5 separate regions of the Mus musculus genome follow, and regions 1, 3, 4 and 5 are each linked to region 2. Evidence: chromatin contacts called from public ChIA-PET, HiChIP or PLAC-seq, Micro-C and promoter capture Hi-C data. All regions are on one chromosome and are shown on one strand. The core of a region is the stretch at or near the end of the contact, and the rest is flanking DNA. Distances in the headings are between cores, read along the strand shown. Region 1 holds the start of Ap2m1 (adaptor-related protein complex 2, mu 1 subunit). Region 2 holds the start of Map6d1 (MAP6 domain containing 1). Region 3 holds the start of B3gnt5 (UDP-GlcNAc:betaGal beta-1,3-N-acetylglucosaminyltransferase 5). Region 4 holds the start of Dvl3 (dishevelled segment polarity protein 3). Region 5 holds the start of Vwa5b2 (von Willebrand factor A domain containing 5B2).

What was found. Hi-C and Micro-C count contacts between places; a contact is called where the count stands out from the background. ChIA-PET counts read pairs in DNA pulled down with a chosen protein or histone mark. HiChIP or PLAC-seq counts read pairs in DNA pulled down with a chosen protein or histone mark. Capture Hi-C pulls out chosen DNA fragments and counts their contacts.
Region 1: a contact with region 2 is called in an RNA polymerase II ChIA-PET map of memory CD8 T cells, with 15 read pairs. The contact joins the promoter of Ap2m1 here to the promoter of Map6d1 in region 2. A contact is called at or near these places in 2 of 115 datasets of contacts at active chromatin or transcription factors (embryonic stem cells and memory CD8 T cells) and 1 of 9 other capture datasets (pancreatic islet).
Region 3: a promoter capture Hi-C map of adipose tissue shows a contact between it and region 2. The contact joins the promoter of B3gnt5 here to the promoter of Map6d1 in region 2. A contact is called at or near these places in 5 of 39 promoter capture datasets (3T3-L1-derived adipocytes, hematopoietic stem and progenitor cells, liver and 2 more), 2 of 115 datasets of contacts at active chromatin or transcription factors (both in embryonic stem cells) and 2 of 9 other capture datasets (adipose tissue and liver).
Region 4: a contact with region 2 is called in a Micro-C map of embryonic stem cells, with 3 times the contacts expected there. The contact joins the promoter of Dvl3 here to the promoter of Map6d1 in region 2. A contact is called at or near these places in 1 of 39 promoter capture datasets (neural stem cells), 2 of 484 Hi-C or Micro-C datasets (both in embryonic stem cells), 3 of 115 datasets of contacts at active chromatin or transcription factors (embryonic stem cells and epiblast stem cells) and 1 of 9 other capture datasets (adipose tissue).
Region 5: a FOXA1 HiChIP or PLAC-seq map of pancreatic cancer cells shows a contact between it and region 2. The contact joins the promoter of Vwa5b2 here to the promoter of Map6d1 in region 2. A contact is called at or near these places in 2 of 39 promoter capture datasets (the C10 cell line and cranial neural crest), 1 of 484 Hi-C or Micro-C datasets (bone marrow-derived macrophages), 1 of 115 datasets of contacts at active chromatin or transcription factors (pancreatic cancer cells) and 1 of 9 other capture datasets (embryonic stem cells).

Annotation. Positions count from the first base shown.
Region 1 is chr16:20,534,204-20,536,903 of GRCm38.p6, forward strand. It overlaps Ap2m1 (adaptor-related protein complex 2, mu 1 subunit), which reads left to right and starts at 1,277. Exons shown (of 12, transcript NM_009679.3): 1 at 1,277-1,398.
Region 2 is chr16:20,239,929-20,242,656 of GRCm38.p6, forward strand. Map6d1 (MAP6 domain containing 1) reads right to left here and starts at 1,430. Exons shown (of 3, transcript NM_198599.2): 1 at 1,006-1,430. The coding sequence starts at 1,385. Gm49566 (a long non-coding RNA gene) reads left to right here and starts at 1,530. Exons shown (of 3, transcript XR_003951848.1): 1 at 1,530-1,825; 2 at 1,953-2,217.
Region 3 is chr16:19,758,893-19,761,592 of GRCm38.p6, forward strand. It overlaps B3gnt5 (UDP-GlcNAc:betaGal beta-1,3-N-acetylglucosaminyltransferase 5), which reads left to right and starts at 1,342. Exons shown (of 4, transcript NM_054052.3): 1 at 1,342-1,585; 2 at 1,749-1,935.
Region 4 is chr16:20,515,571-20,518,270 of GRCm38.p6, forward strand. Dvl3 (dishevelled segment polarity protein 3) reads left to right here and starts at 1,416. Exons shown (of 15, transcript NM_007889.3): 1 at 1,416-1,785. The coding sequence starts at 1,625. It overlaps Gm16618 (predicted gene, 16618), which reads right to left and starts at 2,210. Exons shown (of 3, transcript NR_167658.1): 1 at 2,069-2,210.
Region 5 is chr16:20,588,743-20,591,442 of GRCm38.p6, forward strand. It overlaps Vwa5b2 (von Willebrand factor A domain containing 5B2), which reads left to right and starts at 1,411. Exons shown (of 20, transcript NM_001384105.1): 1 at 1,411-2,156; 2 at 2,410-2,558; 3 at 2,638-2,700. The coding sequence starts at 2,420. Gm35685 (predicted gene, 35685) reads right to left here and starts at 1,860. Exons shown (of 3, transcript NR_168482.1): 1 at 1,142-1,860; 2 at 516-558.

The DNA.
Region 1 (2,700 bases), core at 27-2,526, 290 kb after region 2:
AAGCACCCACCCACTTCCTTTCTGCCATAGAAGTCTCTGGCCTGTTTAGGCAGCAGGATGTCTCTGTCTCCTGAGAGAAAAACCAAATTTTCCTGATTTGGCAATAATCAGACAGCTGTTTGTGTCCAGGTTGGCTCTTCCTCATTCTCTCAGTTTGGATATCATAGGAAATCTTTTCTCTCCTTTTTTGTTTTTATGAGACAGGGTTTCTCTTTGTAGCCCTGGCTGTCCTGGAACTTGATCTGTAGACCAGGCTGACCTTGAACTCAGAGTGCTGCCTGCCTCTACCCCCCCCCCCCCCCCCGCCCCAGTGCTGAGATTAAAAGCATGTGCCACCACTGCACAGTTGAGAAATGGGATTTTTTTTTTTTTCGAGACAGGGTTTTTCTGTAGCCCTGGCTGTCCTGGAACTCACTTTGTAGACCAGGCTGGCCTCGAAGTCAGAAATTCTCCTGCCTCTGCCTCCCAAGTGCTGGGATTAAAGGAGAAATGGGATTTTAAAATCCCATGCCCAACTAAACTGGAGTAGAGGGCAAAAGGGGTCTCTTATGTAGCCTGGGCTGTCTTGAAACTCTCTATTTAGACCAGGATGGCCTCAAACTCACAGAGATGCTCTTGCCTCTGCCTCCAGAACTCTGGAATTAACGGCATACGTCACCATCACACCACAGTCACAGATTTAGCTGAGGAAAACATTAACGTTTAGCTGTCTTCCTTCCCAGCTTTTCTGTTTGGATAATTATCCCTGAGAAAGGGATCAGTCCAATCCTAGAATATATATAAAATACATACAAATAAATTTTATATATATATATAAAAACACACACACACACGTTTGGGAGAATCAAACGTGGTGTTTAAAAAAAAAAAAAAACAGTAAATTCAGCAGTAACAAGCTTATGCCAAGTTGTGTTTGTAAAGTAGCCAGTCTTCGAAATCTGGAGACAATAAAAGACTATAGTAATTCAAAATTTACAATTGGTTTCGACAAATAGCTTTGGTCTCTTAAAGCTACCCCACTTAACTAGGAACAGGAAGGGTCGCAGAGACTACACTTCCCGTGATTCTCAGTGAAGCAAACAATGGTTGGAGTGTATCACGACACGTGTTGCTTGCAAGGCGCACTAAAGCTGACGTCTTCTCTGTCTTGAAGGCTGTCGGTAGTTGTAGTTTTGTTGAGCCTAGGGCGCTCAGATGTGTCAGCTTGAAAGCTGCGGGGACTGACGGGACTTGTAGTCGCCGCTGGAGGCGAGCGCGCAGGCGCAGCTGCGATCGGGGCGGGGTGGGGCGGGAGCACTGCAGTGAAAGCCGAGGCAGCAGACAGGCGAGCTGGGGGCGGGCGGACATCTTGGGATCCGAGAGTGGCCAGGCCGGCCTTGTGGGGGCTGCTGACTCCAGGTGAGCTGGGAGGCTTGACTTAGAGGTCCTTATCAGGCGACGAGGGTGCTGTGGTAGCCTGCCTTGCCCTGCACGGTGCTGGGTGGAAAACTGCCCGCACCGGGGAGTGGCCTCAGCCTTCAGACCCGGGAGGGAGTAGACAACCGGGCGGGGGTGCCTTGGGCGCGATTGCAGCAAGGGCGGGGAGCAACGCCTTCCAGTGACCCGCCAGGCGTCTCCGGGAAGAGACTAGGGCTGGAATCCTAGAGCGGGAGACGCCGCGCGGCGCCCCATCCCTAGAATCCTGACAACCGCTCAACCCCGGGGTTTCCTATTTCCCCATCCCCCAGGACATTGACATCCCCTGGTGCCACTCCCTTGGACAGTGACAGGTCTCTCTCGAACACTGAGAGATTCCATCCTCCTGGTTTACCCCCACGGCTCTTGTACCTCAGACCTGTGACAGCCCCCGCATCCCGTGGTGACATCTCCCGGGCCTAGATGTCTTCTCCTCCCTCAGCTGAGAAAAACTCCACCAGCCCCCTATGCTTCACTAACAGAAGAGTAGGCCCTGTCTCTCAGCTTTCTCTTTTTCTTGTCTATCTCTTTTCGCTGTTTTTCGCTCCTCCCAAGCTCCTATGACCTTTGCCATAGGAGACCTTTAGGGACTCCCACAGCTGTATTTGGTGCTTTGGGGTCATCCTGGTCTTTTGCTAGCAATTCCAGCTAACCCTTTCCTTAACTAAATATTGCATTTTCGTCCAGGACACACACACACCGCCCCCCCCCCCGAGGTCACACACACCATCCCCCACCCGAGGTTGATACCTGTGGACTTGGTCCTTTGCTCAGCGCTCAACCTCCATTTTGCATTTTCTTTCTCACCTTCTTTGGACTTGTCACTGGGCTTCAAGGGTTAACTTTTCAGTTTCAAAAAGTCTGTTAAACTAACCTCAGTGAAATTAATATCTGGACTAATCCAGAAATCTAGAACCAGATTAACCCCGTTACTCAAATATTCTACCTTAATTTTGACCAAAATAATTTGGGCAGTCGAGGCATTCTGTTATCCCTGCCCATTGCTTGGTAAACACCAGGCCAGAAGTGACTGACTTGGCAGATTTGGAGACACAATTTAGATGGCAGGATTAATGCTACTACATACAGACCTAATTTTTGTCACACTTAGAAATTTTGAAAAGACAGTAACCAGAAATAACTGTAAAAGGGGCTCAGCATTGAAGAGTTCTTACTGCTTTTCCAGAAAACCTGAGTTCAGGTCCCGGCACATGTCATTTGGCTCAGTACCACCCTAACTCAGGC
Region 2 (2,728 bases), core at 180-2,679:
ACAACAAAATTCCTAAAATATTCAAACACCTGTAATAAATATGGAGTGGTGTTTTAAATAGTCCCAAACAAGGCATCACAGATGAGACCAAAAAAAAAAGGGGGGGTGGGGGGCTTATGCCTGTGGCTATATGCCTAACAAAGGGCTAACATACATTACAGTTATTAACATTCAGAACATCTATCTATGGTCAAACATTACATTAAGTTAAAAAAAAAAAAAGTAATGGAGTTATAATGTGTGAGCCTGACAATCCGAGAGATGGATCCCTGGAATCCATGGCAGAAGGGGAAGAGGAGTGACTTTCTAAAGTTGTCTTCTGATCTGCTCGCCCCTCCTCTCGCCCCCCTCTCCACACTAATATATATTAAATATTTTAAAACATCGCAACAGCAAGAATAAGATCGTGGAGGAAACTGAATGTGTATGCATTCATTGTATACTAAGAATTAGGAAGATCCATCTGTTTGGGAGGGGAGGCGTGAGGGTGTTAAGGCAGAATTTGTTATTTTTATTTCTAATTCCCCCATTATGAGCATTCATTACTCTTCTATGTAGAAAGAAGAGGCAAGAAGTCCTCAGTTGTCCAAAGCTGTTAAGGGTGCAAAGGACCTTCCTTCTGTGGGATCTTGAACAGCGCAGGCACTGGCCCTGGGCACGGCGTGGGGCGTGGGATGAGGGGCTGTGCACCGCCCTCTTTGCTCACCCCACAGAAGTTAAAAAAGAACAATCTGAGACCGAAGGAGGAGGAATCAAATCGAGGGAGGGGTGCTCTCTTACGAGGTGCGCTCATCCTGGATCCCAGGGTAGGGAGCAATTGGGAACACAAGGCGATGCCTGCAGTGTCAGGAGACCAAAGATGACCCCGAAGCTCCCCTGTCACTCTCCAGATCCTGTGGTATTCAGCCTTCGTGCTCTCCCCGCCCCCACCCCGTTTCGGGGCTCCGTTTCCTCCCACCGCAGGTCCAGATTCGAAGCATTCCTCTGCCGCAGCCAGCTACCCACCTATAAGACGTGGTCGCTACTACAGCTGCGTCCGCGTCCCCGACCGGCAGCACGTAGACCGTCCGGGTGGGGGGCGCCGAGGACTGGCCTCTGCGGCCGCCCGGCCCCGATGGGCGCTCTTGAGCCGCATCCCGGGACCCGGCGCGCGCGGTTCGCACACCGAAATCGCGCTGGTACTGGGTGAGCGGCACAGCGCGGCTGGACTCCCGCGCGCCTGCGACCGACGGGTTCCCGCGCGAGACGCTGCAGTCTGCGCCCGACTCCTCGCTCCCGGGGTCCGAGTAACCATGCAGAGTCAGCGGCACCGCTACGTCCGAGCGGTCCAGCTGGTTCCATCGCCGGGCCAGGCAGCACAGCCGGCTGATGCAGGGCCACGCCATGCCGCTCGGCCGCGCGCCTGCGCCGCGCGCGCGCACTACCCCACTGCCCCCGCGCAACCCTGAGCCCCGCAAGGACGGCCTGCGGGCAGTCCTAAACCCAGAGTTCCCCCAATGTGAGCTCAGAAATCAGACCTGGGCTTCATCGAGAGCGAGGTCGGAAGGAGGCATTTCCTCACCGTCACTAAGCCTGCTACTTTTTTTTTTTTTTTTTTTAAGGAACAATCAATCCATCAAGAAGGCTCTGGCGGCAGGACCAGAGAACTCTGTTGGCATTTGTGGACACGGGTGGCTGCAAAATAGATTTAAACTGTGCCTAGCGGACTCAGCGACCACCCAGAGTGGAAAGGGTGGAGGCAACCAGGAAGGTGATGCAAGTGAGAACTTAGGGCCATGTCAGCTCGTGAATCTCCATTTGCTGTTTACTGTGCTGTTATAAATGGGTAACAACTAACCCGGTTTTCCTTAAGAACTGTCATAAGCTCCCAATCGTCCTTTCCCTGGGTTGTAATTACAACCCCCAAACTGGTTTCCTTTCCCTGATGTGCATGTATGCTCGTTCCATTGCAGGGCTATAATCCAGCCTGAATGAAGGTCAGTTAAATACAGAAAACATCCAGCTGCCCTCCAAGGGCTTCCCAAGTGTATCCTGCATGCACTCAGACCTGCAACCATGGAAGTGGTGGTAGTTACAACTTCTGGCTGAACCTGAGAAGCATCCAGTCTGCACCTAGGAGGACTGCCCAGTCTGGGCCCATTGGTCAGCTCATCTTCCTCAACTTCATTAGCTGCAAGTTGTACTGGAGTGACATACCATTGCTGGTTAACACCCCAGGTCTGGCTATGACCCCATACTGACAGTTAAGTCTGGAGTTGGGAAAACCTTTACTGAAGGTGCATTCATGGGTATGGTAGTTAGAATATGTTTGGCCCAGGGAGTGCCACTATTAAGAGGTGTAACTTTGTTGGAATAGGTGTGGCCTTGTTGGAGGAAGTGTGTCACTGTTCAGGGTGGACAATGAGACCCTCCTCCTAACCATGTGGGAGCCAATCTTCTCCTAGTGGCCTTTAGATGAAGATGTAGAACTCTCAGCTCTGCCTGCACCATGCCTGCCTGGGCACTGCCACGCCCCCACCTTGATGATAATGGACTGAACCTGTAAGCCATCCCTAATGAAATGTCCTTATAAGAGTTGCCTCGGTCATGGTGTCTGTTCACAGCAGTAAAACCCTAACTAAGATTATGTGGACCCCACCACCACCACCACCACTCACACACACACACAAAGTCTTCTCTCAGCCAGAGCCAACTGACTTTGTGAAGTGGAGCTGAGCTTTGGGTTAGT
Region 3 (2,700 bases), core at 92-2,591, 480 kb before region 2:
TGTGTGTGTGTGTAACATCATACATCATGGGCCTGTCATACATACATATATCTGTCTGGGCCCAGAGAGGTCATTCTGGGCCTCTTTGCCCTTCCTCATCTCTTAGCCTCAGGTTCTTTAACCATTACCCCTCCCACCCCAACTCTACAGCTCACTAATTTTTCTACTCTGGATTTTTAGTAGTAGTAGTAGTAGTAGTAGTAGTAGTAGTAGTAGTAGTAGCAGCAGCAGCAGCAGCAGCAGTATTATATGTATCCCTAGGCTAACCTGATACTCACTATGTGATCAAGGCTGCCTTTGAACTCATGAAAATCATTCTGAGTGCTGAGATTACAGGCATATGATACCATATGGGTTTACTTTTAAAATCATTAGTCCACATGTCTATTTGTATAGAGGTTGGAAAGGGGTGTGTGTGTGTGTGTGTGTGTGTGTGTGTGTATATTTTCTCATCAGTTCATATTTCCCATGTGCCTACCTATATAAACTGACACATGTAACTAGTTCCAAATGACCGAAAAGGAACAAAGTCCCACTTGAATATATGTATGTGAATACAAAATACACATGTGTTTTAGGGAGGACCATATAAAGGATTAGTCAGGATTTAAGAAGATAATTGGGGGGTGATTAACCCTGTAGGAACAATGAATGCTCCTCTTTATAGATCACTGTCAGACTCCATTAGGAGTCCCATTACATTAGTATTTCTGCTTGTGGTCTTCTGGACAGGTGAGTTAACAGCGAACCATGCCTTGTGTGAGTAACACATGAAAAGAATTTCAGGATTGGAAATACGCTGAAGGGCTTTTAAAATGCAGTTGCAAAATCTCCTAAAACTAGAGTTTGAAATAACAAGTGTGTTTTAAACTGATTCAGCAACTACTTTGAACTTACTGACTTTTACAATTACAAACCCATATTTGGACTTGACATTTTTGGATTTTTTTTCTTGTCCTGTTTTCAGTATGTATAACTACAAAACTGCTCAAAATAGGAGCTCTATTGAATGCTTCTATAAGGAAAAGTCTAGAACAGCATTTTTTTAAGCAAGCAATTAGCTACAAAAAAAAAAAAAAAAAAAGATTTATTTACTTGCTCCTTCAGCTGATGTCTACACTATCCTGATAATGTCTGGTTACAGGCCGAACAAGAACTTTCCTTTGGGCTCAGGTGCACATTTGGTCTTCTGAATCTATAGTTTAGTTATTAGCAAACAAGTGAGGCAATCGCTTCCTGGAGTCCTCACAGATAGCACTTTAGGGCGGGGCACGTCACCTTCACAGACCGGGGTAGGGGAGGGGCGGGGCTGAGCATTCCCGAGGAAGCCTGGAGTGGAGTGACCAAATAAGCAGCTGGAGGCTCCTGCGGCTGCGCCCCAGCCTGAGTGAGCCAAGACCCTTAATCAGGCCCGCCCCTCTCAGCCGGCTCTAGCCGGCTCCAGCGGGGTCTCTCTTGGAGCCCTGCCCTAGCTTCCTCGCTTACAACCGAAATTTAGTTTGCAACTTTTGTTCTTGAGACTTTTCCCCCAGGGCTTCTAGGAGGACAGCGGACCTCTGGGACATTTAAGGACTTGGGTTCCTCGGTGAGTTTTACAATGCTTGAAATTCCCTGGGTTGGAATGTAAATCAATGGGGAGGCTGAACACAGGGGAAGGGTCTGCTTTTAAAACGAACTGTTGCTGTGCAGTCATAAGGCGTGCAGTCTTCGCTTCAAATAAATGTGCGTTTCCTTTCTTTGTTACTTAGGCTCCCAGGAGCTCAAGTCCTAAGTGTCCTGACAGAAGACCGGCGGGCTCTTAGGGTTTGCTAGGAAACTACGAGACGATGGGAGAACCGCTGTCCACTCAAAACCTTCAGCTCGGAAATGACTAACTGAAACGTGGTTTGGATGAATGGGTCTCCAGTCTTAACCAACGCCGCTCCTGGATGAAAGGTCAGTCACTGCCCACCCAAAGTGCCCGCTGCATCCTACTGTGAGCCAAGGTCCCTCTGTCGGGGAGCGTGGCTTCGCAGTCTGCTTTAGACCGGGCACTCTCGAAGCCCCTGCAGAGTCTAAGTCTCTGGCTGGGCTAGCTTTGTGCCGGCTCTGAGGTTCTCCCCGAGGCTGCTAGCTGAGAGTCCCGGGACCCGCCCCACCTCTAGCTTCCCCTCCTCTAGCCCGGACCCGACCGGGAGGCGGGAAGGGGTGCAGAGGGTAGTCCACACGGGCGGCCCGGGGGCATCAGGGTGGAATGGTCAGGAAGACAGACGGCTCTTCGTTGCGAGCCGGGGCTTCCCGGTCCGGAGGTGCAGCGAAGAAGGGAGAGTTCCCTCGGCGAGCGCCTTTGTTCACTGCGGCCTGGTGGGCGCGAGCGCTGGGCGGCGACCACCCTAGGCCTAGCTGCCGCTTTTGTGCCGCAGGTACGATCCGACCCGCGGGGTCCAGAGCACCGGATTTACCCGGAATGCCAATGGGGAGAGGTGGCTGTGGTGTCGCGAAGCCAGGTCCAGCCTTGGCGCATCTTCAGTCTGGGTCCTGAGATTTATCAATGCTGGATTGAATTCGGGCTGACCGCCTAGGGTAGCTTGCACGTGAGGGAGCTGACCGGCTCTTTGGAATAGCTGCTAGCTGGAAAAGAAAAAAGAAAAGAAAACGGGAAAGCAGGCGGGTAGGAGAAATTGGGAAAAGATCTTTCTAATGAGAATCTCCTGTTTACTC
Region 4 (2,700 bases), core at 166-2,665, 280 kb after region 2:
AGAAGAGGGCATTAGATCCCATTACAGATGGTTGTTAGCCACCATGTGGTTGCTGGGAATTGAACTCAGGACCTCTGGAAGAGGTCTTAACCACTTAGTTCTCTCTCCAGCTCCTGTGACTCTAATTCCAAGAGACTGACACCCTCTCCTGGTCATCTCAGATACCTATAATCTGTGCAGGGGGTAAAAACAAACCTTGAAAAGTTTTAATGCATTTTATTTATGCACAGACATTATTTGGAGAAAAAGATTAAATGAAGGATATAAACTGAAAACATGTAACTGCTACTGAATGCTTTCTGCTTATAATAAAAAAATTGGTTATGATGTAATGAGAAAAAGTCTAGAGAGGTATATAGATGTCAGATTATTAAGGGCCTTGTGTGTCATGTTGAGGGTATATGAAAGTCATATTGGGTAATGTGAAGAGGTTTCTGGGCAGAAGAGGTGACTGAAATGCAGGCATGTAATCAGAGAGAGAACTCAGAAGCTTGAGGCAGGAGAATTGTCAGGAGTTTCAAAGCCACACCTGACATACATTGTTACAGCTGAGAAGCTGAACCACCAACTGACTATAGGTAGTTTTGACATCTACTGTCCCAATCATACAGGGTTTCTCTGTTTAGCCCTGGCTGTTCTGGAACTTGCTCTGTAGACTGGCTGGCCTCCAACTCAGAGATTTGCCTACCTATCCAGTGTTTGGACTAAAGTAATGTTCCACCACACCTGGCTGCTTGCATTCTTTCTTAACTCAAATTTTTTCTTTTCTCTTTCTTTTGTCCTTTTTTTCCTCTTCTTTTCCTTTCTTTCTTTCTTTCTTTTTCTTCTCTGTATTTCTCCCTCTCTCTAAGAGAGGAGTTCCCTCCATAGTCCTGCTGTCCTGAAGCTCTCTGTAGGCCAGGCTGGCTTAAACTCACTGAAAGACACCTGCCTCTCTCTCCTGAGTGCTGGAATTAAAGGTAAGCGCTACCACACCCACTCAGTCCATTTCTCAAACTACTTGTTCATAGAGACGCTGAGATTATAGGGATAAAAACTTGAACTTGCTCAGCCCTCAAGGAACTCAGTACGGTCCGGTGGCAGCAACTGTGCTGTCAGCAGAATCCAAAAATCCGAGTTGAAGCCACCCGGCATCCAGGGATCCAGTTAGGTCTTCAAATCCATTCTCTTCTGCAGTCGGTGACACTTCTCTTCCATCCCTCCCCTCCTGCCCGGGACCCTGCACACGGTTCCGCCAGTCCCACCGGGCTGAGACTTCCAGGTCCAGCTGCCTGAACCCGGAGCACAGGGGACCCAGCGCCGCCCTGTGGGTGGGCGGGCAGTCGGCCGCAAGCAGCCAGCGCGGCTCGGAGGCGGGGCGGGGCCGCACTGGGCTCGGCCCAGAGCCGGGAGGGCCCAGGCCACCGGAAGAGTCGCGATCGCCAGCGGAGCGCCGGGAGTGGGGAGCGGAAGCGGTGGCGGGCGGCGCTGGGACCCGGGAGCGGCCGGAGAACAAGGGAGCTGGCGGCCCGGCCGGCGGCTGAGTGGGGCTGAGCAGCGGGCCGCGCCGAGCGCCGAGCTCTGCCGGAGAGGCCCGGCCCCGCTGCCCAAGCAGGCCGCGCGCCGCGGGGCCGAGGCCGGAGCCATGGGCGAGACCAAGATCATCTACCACCTGGACGGCCAGGAGACGCCGTACCTGGTGAAGCTGCCCCTGCCCGCCGAGCGCGTCACCTTGGCGGACTTTAAGGGCGTTCTGCAGCGGCCCAGCTATAAGTTCTTCTTCAAGTCTATGGACGACGATTTTGGGTGAGGATGGCCCCCGCCCCGCCTCCCGGGAGCCCGGGTCGCTCCGCTGCTAGGGGCCAACACAGCCAGTTCCGACTCCCCTGACTGCACTGGTTTCTAGCCCCGCTTCCAGCAAGGGAGCGACTCGGTGACTTGGGACACACTTGACTTTGAGGGACTCCCAGTCACCTCTTGGAGGCCTTGCCCCCCTGGTCCAGCGAGACGTCCCTCCCTAAGCAATCGGTTCCTACCATTCAAGCCCCCTCACCTCCCCACGGTCCAGCGGCCCCCCCCAGAGACATACATCCTTTCCACTCCAGTCCAAAGCCAGAATTCTCAGTCCTTCCAGGTGCCACCATTTAAGCATAAAGTTGGAGTATATTGACACCCGGCCTGCCTTCCCGGTCTTCTGAGCTCTGCAACTCAGAGCCTTATTTGGAGTGTGCTGTATCTAGGGCTGTAGCTGGTGGGACTTTGAACTGGAGAAGGAGGCGTTGGGGGCTGTTCTACCAGGCTGGATGATGGACCTGATGTTTGTCAAGCAGATTCCCCTCTCCCCTGGGCCGATGGGGTGTTGCCTGACTCAGAGGAGTTCTCACTAGCCAGGTGCTGGGGCCTTTTCTTTCCTGATGGTAGTCCCAGCAGAGATGTTGCATAGGGCTTCAGAGCCTGGATGGGAAGACTAGGAAGGGCCTATTGATGTTCTCTCTTGTCTTCCCCTCCCTACCCTGCTGCAGGGCTTTTGATGGGCAGTTTGGAAGCTGGGACTGCCCCTTTAAGAGAGGTTGGAATGTTGGAGCCTGAGGGTTTTGTAGCAGCTGGCCTGAGAGGGGGGTGGAGGGGGAAGACACACACACACACACACACACACACACACACACACACCCCTCTCCAAGGGGCTGAGGCTTGCCTACATTAACTGGACGGTCGGCCTAG
Region 5 (2,700 bases), core at 161-2,660, 350 kb after region 2:
TAACTTACAACCACCCAAATTCCAGTTCCAAGGCATCTGCTGTCCTCTTCTGGTGTCTTTCAGCAGGTGTGCATGTCATTTATGTGCATTCATGTAGGCAAAGCACACGTGTACCTGTGAGAGTCAATACTCTCTTTCCACCACGTGGATCCCAGGAATTAAACTCTGGTTATCAGGTTTGTCAGCAAAGTGCTTTTTACCCTTACCCACTGAGCCATCCCTAATTGTGTGTGTGTATGTGTGTGTGTGTGTGTGTGTGTGTGTTTGTATTTGTTTGTTTTGCTTTTTTCCAACTCTGTGTAGTTCTCCTGCACCACCACTGCATGGCTCCAAATAGTAATTTTAACAAATGGTGTGAGTTATTGGGTGTCTATATGTAAAACAAACAAAAACTCTCTTACCTCAATCTCACAGTTCTGACTGCTCCCACCTACAGCACTCCTTAACTTCTTTTTGCAGAATTGGAATAGGGCATCTTTAGGAGTGCTTGTAAGGGTGACCCCAAATATACTTACCTTCGCTCACTTCCCGGGGTTCCCAGACTCTTCCCTCAAGATCCTAGAGGAGATTTTACAGATCTTCCTAATGTTTTGCAGTGAGAAACACGCGAAAATCCTGCCAATTTCAAGGAGCCTGTTTTTCTGAGCAAGAATGCCCCCACCTTAGGTGCTAGGCTGACGAATGGGAGGCGGGGACCACTGCTGTGACAGGAGCAGCCCCGCACCCTTGGGAAAGCTAGAAGGCTTTACTCTGGAGGCCCTCGTGCAAGGAAGCCGTCCTGCGCATCCTCCCCACTCCCAGAAAAGGAAGGGTATAACAACACTGCAGTGAAGGAGCCCAGGGTGCTTCCGGGTGGGAACGCCGCTGCAGTGATGGGGAGACTGGATTGAGGGCAACCGCTTTGGTGAGCACACAAACGAAGGCACATGCCGCGAAAGGGGAGGTTTCTGCAATAACCTATTTGCTTCTTGTGGGGGGCGAGGCCTAAATGGTTTCCGATGCGGTGATGAGGGAGGGTCACTGCAGTGAGCGGGAGTCCACCCAGGGCGGGGTGGTGGTGGGTGGGCCACTGCAGTGTTGGGAAGAGGGGGGGATGTGTTTGCAGACTCGGCCGCCCTGTTTTGCTCACGAAACTCCTTACCTCCAGAAGGATGGAGAGGGGGCGCTCAGCTTCACTGTGCCGTTGGTGGGGGTCGTGCAGTGGCTGGGGTACTGGCTCTCTGCACTGCGGTCTCTTGCCTGGCTCTGCCGGCCTGAGCTGACGCGCGGAGGCGGTGCGGTGCCCGAAGGAACTGAGCCGCAGCCCCCTCCGCAGTGGCGGGCGGGGCAGAGGCGGGCTGGAGGGGCGGCCTCTTGGAACCCGGGCGGGACTACCAGCCAGCAGCCCGGCTGGCGCCCCTCTCCCGACTCACAGGATCTCAGTGGTAGTTCCGAGGTGGATCGCGCAGGTGCAGGAACAAGGGGCAGTCTGGACATCAGAGGAAGCATCACCCACTCTTGTCTGGTCGCGACGCCCCACAACTCCACCAAGAAGTGACGGTGAGGCTTGGGCTGCCCAAAGGGAGGGGGCGATCCCAAGACCCACCCTGTAGCATCCCCTGTGGCTACCTAGTCTCAGGCCAGCCTGGGCGGGGAGAGCCGCTCTAGATCAGATGACATGGACTCCCGCTGCCGCGACACCTCTGCACATCTGACTTCCCGAGACGCATTTTCCCGTCCCTTTCTAGTTCTTCCTACTGCAACCTTTCAAGACGGTCTACAGCCTCTCTCAGTACTCCAGTCACGAAAGGCAAGGAGAGATAAAGACTGCAGCCTTTTCAGCTCCCGACCTCACCCTGTCCCTGGGGACCCTTGTGAGCTAGGGGCGCCTAGGGCAATGCTGGCCCTTTAAACCTTTGCTTTCCACCCAGAGTATCTTCCATCTCTCCAGAAGCACCACTTCCGACAGCTGGCAACCGTGGAGAGCCAGGAGGCAGGGGGCAGGTACGGGGGCGGTGGTGAGGCCCCGAGAAGGTGCAGGAACAGCTGTGGGCACCACCCCCCAAGCCCCCGGCTCGCAACCCGCAGCGGGACTGGAGGACGCCTGGACTGGAGGGTTAACCATTAACCCTCCATTCCCCCATTGCGGAGAGCTGTTCCCTGCTCCTGCTACCCAGGTAACGGGCGAGGATGCCCATCTTTCCATCCTTGCACACACACACACCCCTCTTGTTATCTGCCCCGCCACCTGTCTGCTTGGACGCTGCGGCTTGGGGGTGGGGGTGGGGGTGGGGGGGTCTCCCGACTCAGCCTTGCTCCCTCTGCAAGCTTTCATCCCCAGGTCCCCAGGTACCCGATAGGGTCAGGTGGCATAGCTAGTTTTCATGACGCTGGAGCGAGGTGCCCCTCATCCAGCCCCTGTTCACGCAGGGTGGGCACCATGCCTGGCCTGTACTGCCCCACCAGCTGGACGCCGCTGCCGCTCACCGACTCCTGCGTCCGGGCCTATGCCAAGGGACCCTGCCTCAGCCTGCGTGCCCGGCTTACCTACCACAACCCACAGCCCCAGCCGGTGGAAGGTGAGACCTGGTGCGGGCGCGGGGAGGTAGCAAATGCCAGGTGGGGTTCGAGAGCAGGTCTGCCTGTTCCTGCTCGCAGGCGTGTTCGTGTACCCTCTGGCTGAGGCGGAGGTGGTATCTGGCTTCGAGGCCGAGGCGGCCG